Linked DNA regions of Danio rerio: all the other regions are linked to region 1. Evidence: chromatin contacts called from public HiCAR-type and HiChIP or PLAC-seq data. All regions are on one chromosome and are shown on one strand. Each heading gives the region's core, a stretch centred on a gene start, on an enhancer-like site or on the middle of the called end of the contact. The rest is flanking DNA. Distances are from core to core; before and after follow the strand shown. Region 1 holds the start of lrrc38a (leucine rich repeat containing 38a). Region 2 holds the start of dhrs3a (dehydrogenase/reductase (SDR family) member 3a). Region 3 holds the start of ephb2a (eph receptor B2a).

The links. HiCAR-type assays count read pairs that join an accessible place to other places. HiChIP or PLAC-seq counts read pairs in DNA pulled down with a chosen protein or histone mark.
Region 2: a contact with region 1 is called in an H3K4me3 HiChIP or PLAC-seq map of gastrula embryo, with 4 times the contacts expected there. The contact joins the promoter of dhrs3a here to the promoter of lrrc38a in region 1. A contact is called at or near these places in 2 of 4 datasets of contacts at active chromatin or transcription factors (embryo and gastrula embryo).
Region 3: a contact with region 1 is called in a HiCAR-type map of caudal fin, with 4 times the contacts expected there. The contact joins the promoter of ephb2a here to the promoter of lrrc38a in region 1. A contact is called at or near these places in 5 of 18 Hi-C or Micro-C datasets (caudal fin, embryo, hematopoietic stem cells and 2 more) and 1 of 4 datasets of contacts at active chromatin or transcription factors (caudal fin).

What each region holds. Positions count from the first base shown.
Region 1 is chr23:24,711,096-24,714,495 of GRCz12tu, forward strand. It overlaps lrrc38a (leucine rich repeat containing 38a), which reads right to left and starts at 1,970. Exons shown (of 3, transcript XM_691249.9): 1 at 1,808-1,970; 2 at 131-1,581. The coding sequence starts at 758.
Region 2 is chr23:24,572,901-24,576,443 of GRCz12tu, forward strand. It overlaps dhrs3a (dehydrogenase/reductase (SDR family) member 3a), which reads left to right and starts at 2,061. Exons shown (of 6, transcript NM_001003477.1): 1 at 2,061-2,430. The coding sequence starts at 2,236. All of the region lies in intron 1 of LOC141380488 (a long non-coding RNA gene), which reads right to left. igsf21b (immunoglobin superfamily, member 21b) reads left to right here. Exons shown (of 10, transcript NM_001110473.1): 10 at 1-235.
Region 3 is chr23:24,859,920-24,862,985 of GRCz12tu, forward strand. ephb2a (eph receptor B2a) reads right to left here and starts at 1,354. Exons shown (of 16, transcript XM_021469950.3): 1 at 1,199-1,354. The coding sequence starts at 1,298.

The sequences.
Region 1 (3,400 bases), core at 720-3,219:
TTCTCACCCTTGGGTGTAACTGATCTTTTGAAAGTTCCACACATGAACCACCACAAACTGCGAGCATTCAAAATAGAATTATTTCATGTAGATTGATGCAGAACGGGAAAGTAATATTTAAGCAGCTTACCATTTGGGAGCTTGTGTTGATTCTCCAGAAGCCACAAAAAGAGTTTGGCAAAGTTGCAGTTGCATACCCAGGGGTTGCCTTCCAGTCGTATCACCCGCAAGGAAGGCAACTGGCTCAGCACTTCAACGTCCAGGCCAGAGAGAGCATTACTCTCAAGCTCAAGCTCTCGTAAGGAGGTGAGGCCCAAGAAGGCGTCCTTGCTGACCATATTTAAATATGGATTGTTCCCTAGCCGTAGCTTGATCAGACTACGGGACTCCCCAAATGTTCCAGAGGGGATCTCAGTCAAGTTGTTGCTCCCCAGGTCCAGATAGACCAGCCTGGAGGATGTGCTCAGAGTCCCAGGCTCCAGCCTCGTTAAAGAGTTATTCCTTAAATCCAAATAGACCAAATCACTGTAGAGAACCAGGAAATCAGAAGGGATCCAGGGAATCCAGTTGTTAGACAGAAGGAGTCTCCTCACGTCCAAAGGGATGGAGTCTGGAAGACGGGTGAGCCCTTGACCTGTGCAGTCCACGGTGTGATGGTCCGGACACAAGCAGCTGGATGGACAGTTGTACCCGCAAGATATCAAGGTAGAGGACAGCAAGGCAAGGAAAGGCTGAAGCCAGCGTACACATGAGAACATTGTCAAGAGGGTGCGAGGTGAAGGGGAGGTTTGGGGGGGATTAAGAGAGGGAGGTTTGGAGAAGGGTAAAGGAGAGGGGATGGGGTAAAAGGTCAGGGGGTGAGATACTAGGAAAGGGGACAGGGGTGCATCTGGAGATGACTAGAGTCAGGTTTGTCGTGAAGGCATCTTTCCTTGTCTCCTAGATTGCAATCTACAAAGGCTCGTGCAGCGAAAAGCAGCTACAAAAACACGGAGCTCTATTTTCCAGGAGATCATGTAGCAGGCAGTGTGGGTCGTGTGGCAAGCCGCTAGCTCTGAGCATGAAAGGGGAGGAGAGACAGCAATCGAGAGAATGTGGGGAAGGGAGAGAGAGAGAGAGAGAGTGAGAGAGACGGCTATGTGAGGGATTAGTAGAGGTAAACAGAGACGAGTGAACCACAGACTGGGAAGCGCTGGGGGCACCGAGAGGGGAGGGCAGTGTGACGTTAGAAGGGGAGGTGTAGCCCACTCGGTTAACCCACGGTTGAAAGGGAATTCTGGATTTTTTCACAATTAAATGTGTACCATGTAAGGATCCTTATCTTGGTCCAAACGTTTCTGCTCTTGAATAGGTGCAAGTCGTAACGTGGTGCTAATAGCACATTTGACCCAAGGCTGTAGTTGCAATTCTGAATGAATGAATAATGACTTGTTGGCAATAGTATTGACATCTCATGACATTCGGTTTCTTTTTGTTGTCCTTCAATTCAGTCACGTAGTGTCTGATTTTATATTATGGCTCCATTGCCATGGTGATGCATGTGACGATTAACATGGTGCTGTGTGCATGCAGATTACTGCCCTGAAAGTGAGAGATGGTGACTGTGAATAACTGTGTGAACCTCAGTGGAGAGGATTATTGCTGTCTATTGCATGCCACAGTACGAATCAAATATTGCACGCAAAACCTTCCCACCTCATCACAGCTAAACATTTCAATCGTGCTTGTTTATATTCTAAATGTAACAGCTGTCCCCAAAAATCTGTCTACATGCATCGTGAGGAATACAAAAAGGTTATGACAGTACCTCTTCTCTAGTGCGTCCATGAAAGCAGTCATTACTCATCTCTTTTCCAGCTGTTGTTGTTTATTTTTGTCGCTGTGTTCCGAATTCATGTTTACTCCTGTGCTGCTGTAAATCTCCAGGCAAACAGAACACATGCTGTGACCACAGACAGCTTTCCTCTTACATCACATGCACTGGAGAATGGCATGGCACTGCCCGGTGGAATTACACAATACTCCCATAGGTCAAATCCTAACCTTGACCTTTCTGGCAGGCATCACCAACAACAGAAAAAAAGAGACTTGCCTTTGACCTTTTCATGAGGCACATCTTTGAAAAACTTGTGTGAAAAGTAACTTCCCCTAGTGTCCCTGTAAAAGAAAGAAATGTCAAGTTCATTAGTGCAAAGAAAGAGGTAGGTACAGGATATCTTCTCAGTAGGGAATTTGACAGTGTCGGAAGTGCTGTGCAGATTTTCTATTAACAATTAAAGTCTGGCACATGAATTAATGATAAATATCATGAGCAGCACACTGTTTGACACAGTTGAGTAATCAATGGGACACAACAAGAAAGGTCACAAACAAAAGATAATGCTACTTACTGGGATCTAAATGTAGTTTGCATGCAAGAAAATAAAAGGATGGTAATCTGTGTGCCCTGCTTTGGAGGACATGAGTTGATTCCATGTCTTTTCACGGAACCATGTCAAGGAAGGTGTATGATGAGGCTTAGTGGAGCCTAGATTCTCTCACCAGGGTCTTTAAAACAGAAACATGAGATAATCCCATATACACATTTGAACACAGCCAGAAGTCTGCATGTCAGCCCCTCTCAAAAAAATAGAGCACCTGTCAGCCTCAACTGAGGACATGGTGACACACTTTTCTTCCAGGTGCATTCTAGGCCCTCATTCTAGATGATCCTCACCAACATGCCCAAGAGCAAGAGACTGTCACCTCTGTGAACCTATGCAATCCTGAGACAACTGGCGACAAAATAAATAGTTTGAGTTGGGGAAAAAAAGCACAGATAGTCACAAAATATGAATGTCTCGGAAACTAGGACACCCACTTGAATGCACAGCGTCGAAGTCCTAACTACATGGGATCAAGGAAACTGGGCCAAGTCATTAAAGCATTTTCAATCACAACAGTACTGGCAAATTGCATTCATGTAGATTTAAGCATACAGTAGTATAGGTAGAATAACATGGCAACGTATTAATACAGATTATAGGATTACTGGATTAATAATTCATTGTAGTTTTGGTGTGGTTTGTTGTGTTGCTAATTCCACTGGGATTAAACAGACACTGTTGTCCACCACAGCCAATGAACTGATGCTACAGTTATCAGATGGGCTTGACAGAGTTCGATCGTATTTCAAAGGTTAGCTGTTGATGCTACTTTACTTGACCTCGATTTGTCATGACCTCCTGGACAAAACTGGTGTACTCCAAGCCACCTAAAAGTATCCAGAACACTCTGCGCACTGATATTTATCATATAGTCACCTGCAAAAAGAAATTAATGTACAGTGAAAAGTACAACTAGTGGCACAGACAAAACCATCTGGTCAGAATTTGTACTCTACACAGTAGTACCCCAAATC
Region 2 (3,543 bases), core at 811-3,310, 140 kb before region 1:
GATTCACCTACTGCATATGACCTCTAGATGACAGTGTAGATCTTTAGATTGAACACATTTTTTTTTTACATGAACAGTCCATAAACCCTGTTGGCTGGTGTGCACCGAAATGTTTCAAAAAACAGTCATGTAATGCGTTATAATGCAATTGTTTCTGCAGAGAAAATGCAATCCAGTTAACAAGGTGTGTTGCTACACTTTATAAAGAATAATTAAAGACAAACTTTAAAAATAACTTCACATATTGCTTTGTTTTTACAAATATTCAGAATTGTAAGATTAAAAAGTGGCAAGCTTTTATTGATTTATCTTTTAACTTTATGATGGAAATAAGCTTTAATATTTTATATGAGTGGGAAAAAAACATTTTAAATGTTTAACATTTATTTTATTTTGATTTCTGTCAGTTTTATGCATGCAAATGTTAAAGCTAGATCAAAATTGTTGTGGTATTTTACATTTTAGACTACATCAGCATTCTTAATTGTGGGATATTGGTCAATATTTCTGAATTTTTTTTTTTTAATTTTATTAAAAGTATAGTTCACCCTAAATGAAAATTCTGGTCAAACACCCAGTAAATACACGTATAACATTCCCCTAACTTAATTTGTTTTTTAAAGAACCAAAAGAAAATCAGTAACACTTTACAATAACAGTACATGAATAAAGGTGTGTTAATATGTAAACTAAATATTACTTTATTATGAATTAAAGATGAGTTAAGGCGTGCACTAATCGGAAACTAACTTTAACTACAATGTGAGTCACATTAGTTCATGTGTAAATTATGTCACCTTAATTACTTGTTAGTACATGATGTTAATTAATGTTAATTAACATTTAAGTTTAAGCTAAATGTAACCAACACGACACATAAGCTGTTAATGTATAATTATATCACATCACGACTTTACTTGGAGGGGCAGATCATCAATAACTCATCCTTAGCTACTCATAAACTCCTGTGTTTAATCTTTTTGATGTTGACAGAACACTTTTCCATTGTTATCCAGTGTAAACACACTGGACGGATGTGCATAAGGAGTTCGTGAGTAGTTAAGAATGGGTTAATGATGATGTACCCCTCCAAGAAAAGTCATGACAATTATATATTAACATGTCATGCGTTCATGATGGTTAAATTAAGCATAAACTAATGTGGTAATTAATACATTAATTAAAAAAACAATCATGTACTAAAAAGTAATTAAGATAGCCATTATTCACAGATGACCTCATGTGACTCATGTGTTGTAGTTAAAGTTAGTTCACGGTTAGCGCATACATTAACTCATCATTAGTTCATAATAAAGTAATGTTTAGTTTACATATTAACACATGATTCGTCATGTACTGTTATTGTAAAGTGTTACCAGAAAATCTCTAAATTCTTTTAGGTTTTATTGTTTTGCAACCGAAAACATTCTGTGAACAAAATAAAAATTATTAGGAAATTTATGTAAAGAATAGAACTAGCTTTTTGTTTTTTATACCGTGGAAATCGGTGAGGACCTGGAACTGCATAATTAAAATATATTTTGTATTAATTCAGCTGATGAATAGAAGCAACTTGAGGGTGAGTGAATGATAAGAATTTCATTTTCCATTGAATATCCTTTTAAGTGCACTTCACTTTTTCAGAGCAAGTCCGTGTGGAACATCAAATTGCAGAGATGTGCTAAATGAATGCGGCGTTGCCGGTGCTCGAAAAAGTTGGGTGACAAAATACATGCACATTACTAATGAGACCCCCAACAGTGTTCACGATGATGAGTTCCTTTAAGTCTTTAACGCTGATCAGCATGACTTCACATATAATGAGAGGATAACAGTGCAGCATAAATTATGAATAAATGTTTCACCAATTGTCTCTCAATTTACTAACGACACTTGCAAAAGTCCCGTCCCGCCTCTTGAAATAAAGCGCACGGAGACACGATGTTCTAAAACCATTCTCCTAAAGAGAGAGAGAGAGTGTGTGTGGTTGAGAGAGAGAGAGGGGGGGAGACGTCTTGTGTGACAGTTGTTCACTCGCAGATTTTGTAGGTAAGACACTTGGCACACTGATGGACCTCTGTTAGACTCTAAACTTCTAGGACGAGGAAAGCAGGACTCGTTTCCAGTTTCTCCAGCGTGCCTTATGACAACTGACAAGTTACACACACTCTCCCTACTCACGAGCTGCTTTATTCCTCAAACTCGATAGAAAGCCTGAACTGTCTGAAAACCATGATGGAGATGAAGGTGTTGGGCTGCGCGTTGCTTTTCCCCTTCCAGATTGTCTTCAGCATTTTGAAGGCGACCGTGCGCTTCTTCACGCGCCAGAAGCGCAGAGATCTGGGCACTGACGTGGTGCTCATCACTGGAGGTGGAAGAGGAATCGGCCGTCACCTGGCCAAAGAATTTGCCAAGCAAGGAGCGAGAAAGGTAAAGTTATACCTCGTGCATGAGTGGTGTTATATTATGCCATTCTTTACGATGTTTTGCCACTTGTAGTTTAGCTGTTGTGTCAATCACATTATAAATTAGCCCTTTGCTCACACTTGTAAGGAATTTGCCTGTTGAACGTGTTCATAAATATTTAATGCAGCAATTATTTCAAATGATCGCGTAAGTGTCAGTGCGCAGTGAGAGGTTTGGACTCGCGCAGCGCAACTTGTAATTTGGCGCCACTATAACGCGGATAGCTTGACATAACGTTTGTCTAACAAACGTTTATATAAGTGTGTGTGTTAAATTTGTAAAACTATAGGTGAATAATACACAACGAAGCTATTTGTCTTTTATTTAACTATGTTAGTTGAAAGCGCGTGCCTACCTGCTCTGACGAACGCGACTAGAGTTTGACGACAGGTGAAAATAAGCGCTTGTTTTAATATTCTGCACTGAAATGTTCACAAGTGCCGATACATTACGTGACAGTTCGCAAATATGAAAATTGTGATTGATCAAATATAAATCAGTGGCTAAATATAAATAAATAAATAAATTCAACACAAAATTAATACCCAAGGCTCCTAATGAGATCTTTTGAAACAATTAGTGTGTGAGAAACAGAACATTATTACTTTTAACTTTTATCAGCTCACGTATGAGTTTACCAGCACATGCTGAGGTTGCACTCAAGCGTTTTGGAGACCATTTGTGGATGCTGAGGATTTAAGGGAACAATGCAAATAATGGTCAGTTTTATGCACAGACCAATACTTTTCTTTGTAAGACATCCGTGTATCATCAAGAGCCATGAGTTTAATTTAGTTTGGCTGAATGTATTTTCTTTTTTTTTTTGACTCTCAAAATGCCAGTGACCATTGACTTGCATTTTATGAATCACTAAGGAGCAGTTTCAGCACCTGTTCTACTAATGAAAAAAGCCATATATCCTGGAAGGCCTAAGGGTGAATAGCCTACAAAAAACAGCAAATTGTTAGGGTAACTGTCCATTTAAGTGACAAACTGTGAGCTACACGGCATTATTAATGGGTTTATTGTTTCTGCATTACTAACAATTGTGTTTATCTGAATTATTCACATAGCAGT
Region 3 (3,066 bases), core at 104-2,603, 150 kb after region 1:
TTTAATTATATCGCTATGGGAAAACATGAAAACTGTTAATCATGAACACGCATAGCAAAGAATAAGATGACGGCATTACCAATAAAATCATGCTTAAAAGAAATAAGTAAATATTGCCATGTTTGCCCTCTCATTTCTTGTAGCAACAGGTCCATCACCTCAACGATGACCAACTCTAGTATGTAATGGGAACTTCTAGAGCCACTCTGATTCATCCTATATACAGTATAATGAAGTAATTGACTTATAAATTCTCAGAGGATGTTATTTTTTAACTTATATTAAAAGCAATAAGAATTAATTATCTTGGAGTTTAAAAAATGATTAAGTCTCTTGAATGATGAGGTGCAGATGCAGATCTACAGCTGAGGATTTGAGACAATGGCCCACGTGTAATAACAGACCGTTAGATGATAGACAAAAAAATGTACCATGAAAGTATTTTAAGATTATTTAAAAAAATATTGTATTATTCAAAGTTATTCTACAGCCTTCAAAATCTAACTAGACACCTATTTGCAATGGCAATTGCCATATAAAATACCCCCACTGACGTCTATGCACTTGGGAGGTCACTGGGTTTATGTCTATGTTTTAACTCAACTGTACTGAAGATGTACCATTCTGTGAGACAGAAAGAGACGTGATAATGCTGCTTGAACAGACATCATTTTTTACACCCATGTGCAAATCAGTGTCTTGCTTTCTTCTGTGGAACACAAAAGATAATAGCATAAGCCTCAGTCACCATTCACTTTCATTGTGGAAAAAGTGCAATAAAGGTGAATGGAACTGACTGGCTAACATCTTTTGTGTTACACAGAAAAAAATCCATACATCTTTGGAATATATTCTAAATAAATAGAGACAGAATTTTTATTTTTACATTAACATTTAAACTTTTGCTATAAATGAACATTGTTGTGCTGATTGTATAGACAACGTTTAACCAAGGGAAACCATATCAACTCATTTTTATCCACAGACAGTTGCAGTGCACCTGTTTTCGGTCCACTTTAATGGAAACGAAAGCCTTTAACTTAAAATAATATGACGGGACTGTACAACAATATTATTCGCGGCTTTTACATATATTCATCATCCTGTTTTGATTTATATCATCATTGACACGAAGCGGTAAAAGTACAGTAACAGACATTTGAAAACACGCACGCTTGACACAGACACATGCTCTTACCTTCAACAGCCCACACAAGCCGTATTATCCACAACAAACGAATTATATCCATAATTGCCGTAAATTTAGGCATTTGACTGTAAAGACCCAGAATATTCATTGAAAACTTGTCCGGCGGGCCATCTGTGAACACACTATGATCACAAGCACTCGAATAAACCCCATCGGACTGGAAGAACTAAAGCAAGTTTGGACGAAACCAATGAAACGCAGACGAGGGGGCGGGAATGTGAGTATGACAATGATGCTCAAACACTAGTGTCTGCAAGATTATTATATTATATTATATTATATTATATTATATTATATTATATTATATTATATTATATTATATTATATTATATTATATTATATTATATTATATTATATTATATTATTATGCCTATTTACTTAAATTTAATATAAATAATTTAATCAATAGCAATACTTAAAATGAAACAATTTAACACAAATAGTTTAACAATAAAAAAACAAAGTTCTGTCATAATTTTATTTAATTATTATTAATAAAATATATTTTTAATCTACGTTAATATTCATGATTTCTCTAATATGCAATGATATACTGATTTAGGCAATCCTACAAATAAATGAAGGCACTTTAATTAAAGTAGCCTAAAACATATTTATTTAGAAATGTTATTTTAATAAAATAGTCGAACAATGGTCACAGACGAAAATAGAATATATTATTTACTTAATTATTTGTCTGTTACTCACTTGTTATTACTAATATATCATTATTATTTATTCAAGTCATTTATTATTTATTACAATTTTTTAATGTTTACTTCGGGCATATTTACTATACAAGACATCAAACATTAGACGACTCTATTTAAGGATCATAGTGATCACAGCCCCCAAAATACTCATTTAAATCTTTGTTTTTTAACATTAACCTTCAAACCAGCTATTAACAATTTGTCAGCAAGACGTTTATAATAATTTTAAATAAAATTTAGTATGATAATCTTTGATATATTTTAATATCAGAATAAGTAGCCTATGTTATTTAATTATTATTATAGCTGAAGTCAGAATTATTAGCCCCCCTTTGAATTTTTATTTCTTTTTAAAATATTTCCAAAATGATGTTTAACAGAGCAGGGAAATTTTGACAGTATGTCTGAATATTTGTTCTTCTGGAGAAAGTCTTATTTGTTTTATTTTGGGTGGAATAAAAGTAGATTTACTTTTTAAAACCATTTTAAAGTAAAAATTATTAGCCCCTTTAAGCTATATTTGTTTTCGAGAGTCTACAGAACAAACCATCGTTATACAATAACTTGCCTAATAACCCCATGCCCAATTAACCTAATGAACTTAGTTAAACCGTTAAATGTCACTTCAAGTTGTATAGAAGTGTCTTGAAAAATATCTAGTCAAATATTATTTACTGTCATCATGGCAAAGATAAAATAAATCAGTTATTAGAAATGATAAACTATTATGTTCAGAAATGTGTTGAAACAATCTCTCCTTTAAACAGAAATTGGGGAAAAAAATAAACAGGGGGGGTAATAATTCTGACTTCAACTGTGATTTTGTTAGATTGAATGAAGACTGAATATTTTTCTGCCCATATCTTGAAATTTTTATTTTAACAAAAGAGTTATTGCACTGGGTCATGGTTGTATTTGACTTAAAATGAGCCTTGCCCTTCACAACAACAACAACAAAATACTTTTAATACATGAAATATTATTTAATTATTATTACATACATTTGTTACACTGAATGAAGGCTAAATATTTTTCTGCCCATATATACCTTGATAATTTATTTTTAACAAACGTTATTGGAAACATTAAAAGCAGCACTTTACTTGCATTTAATGTTTCTTTCTGTAAAATAGGTTTTTGACT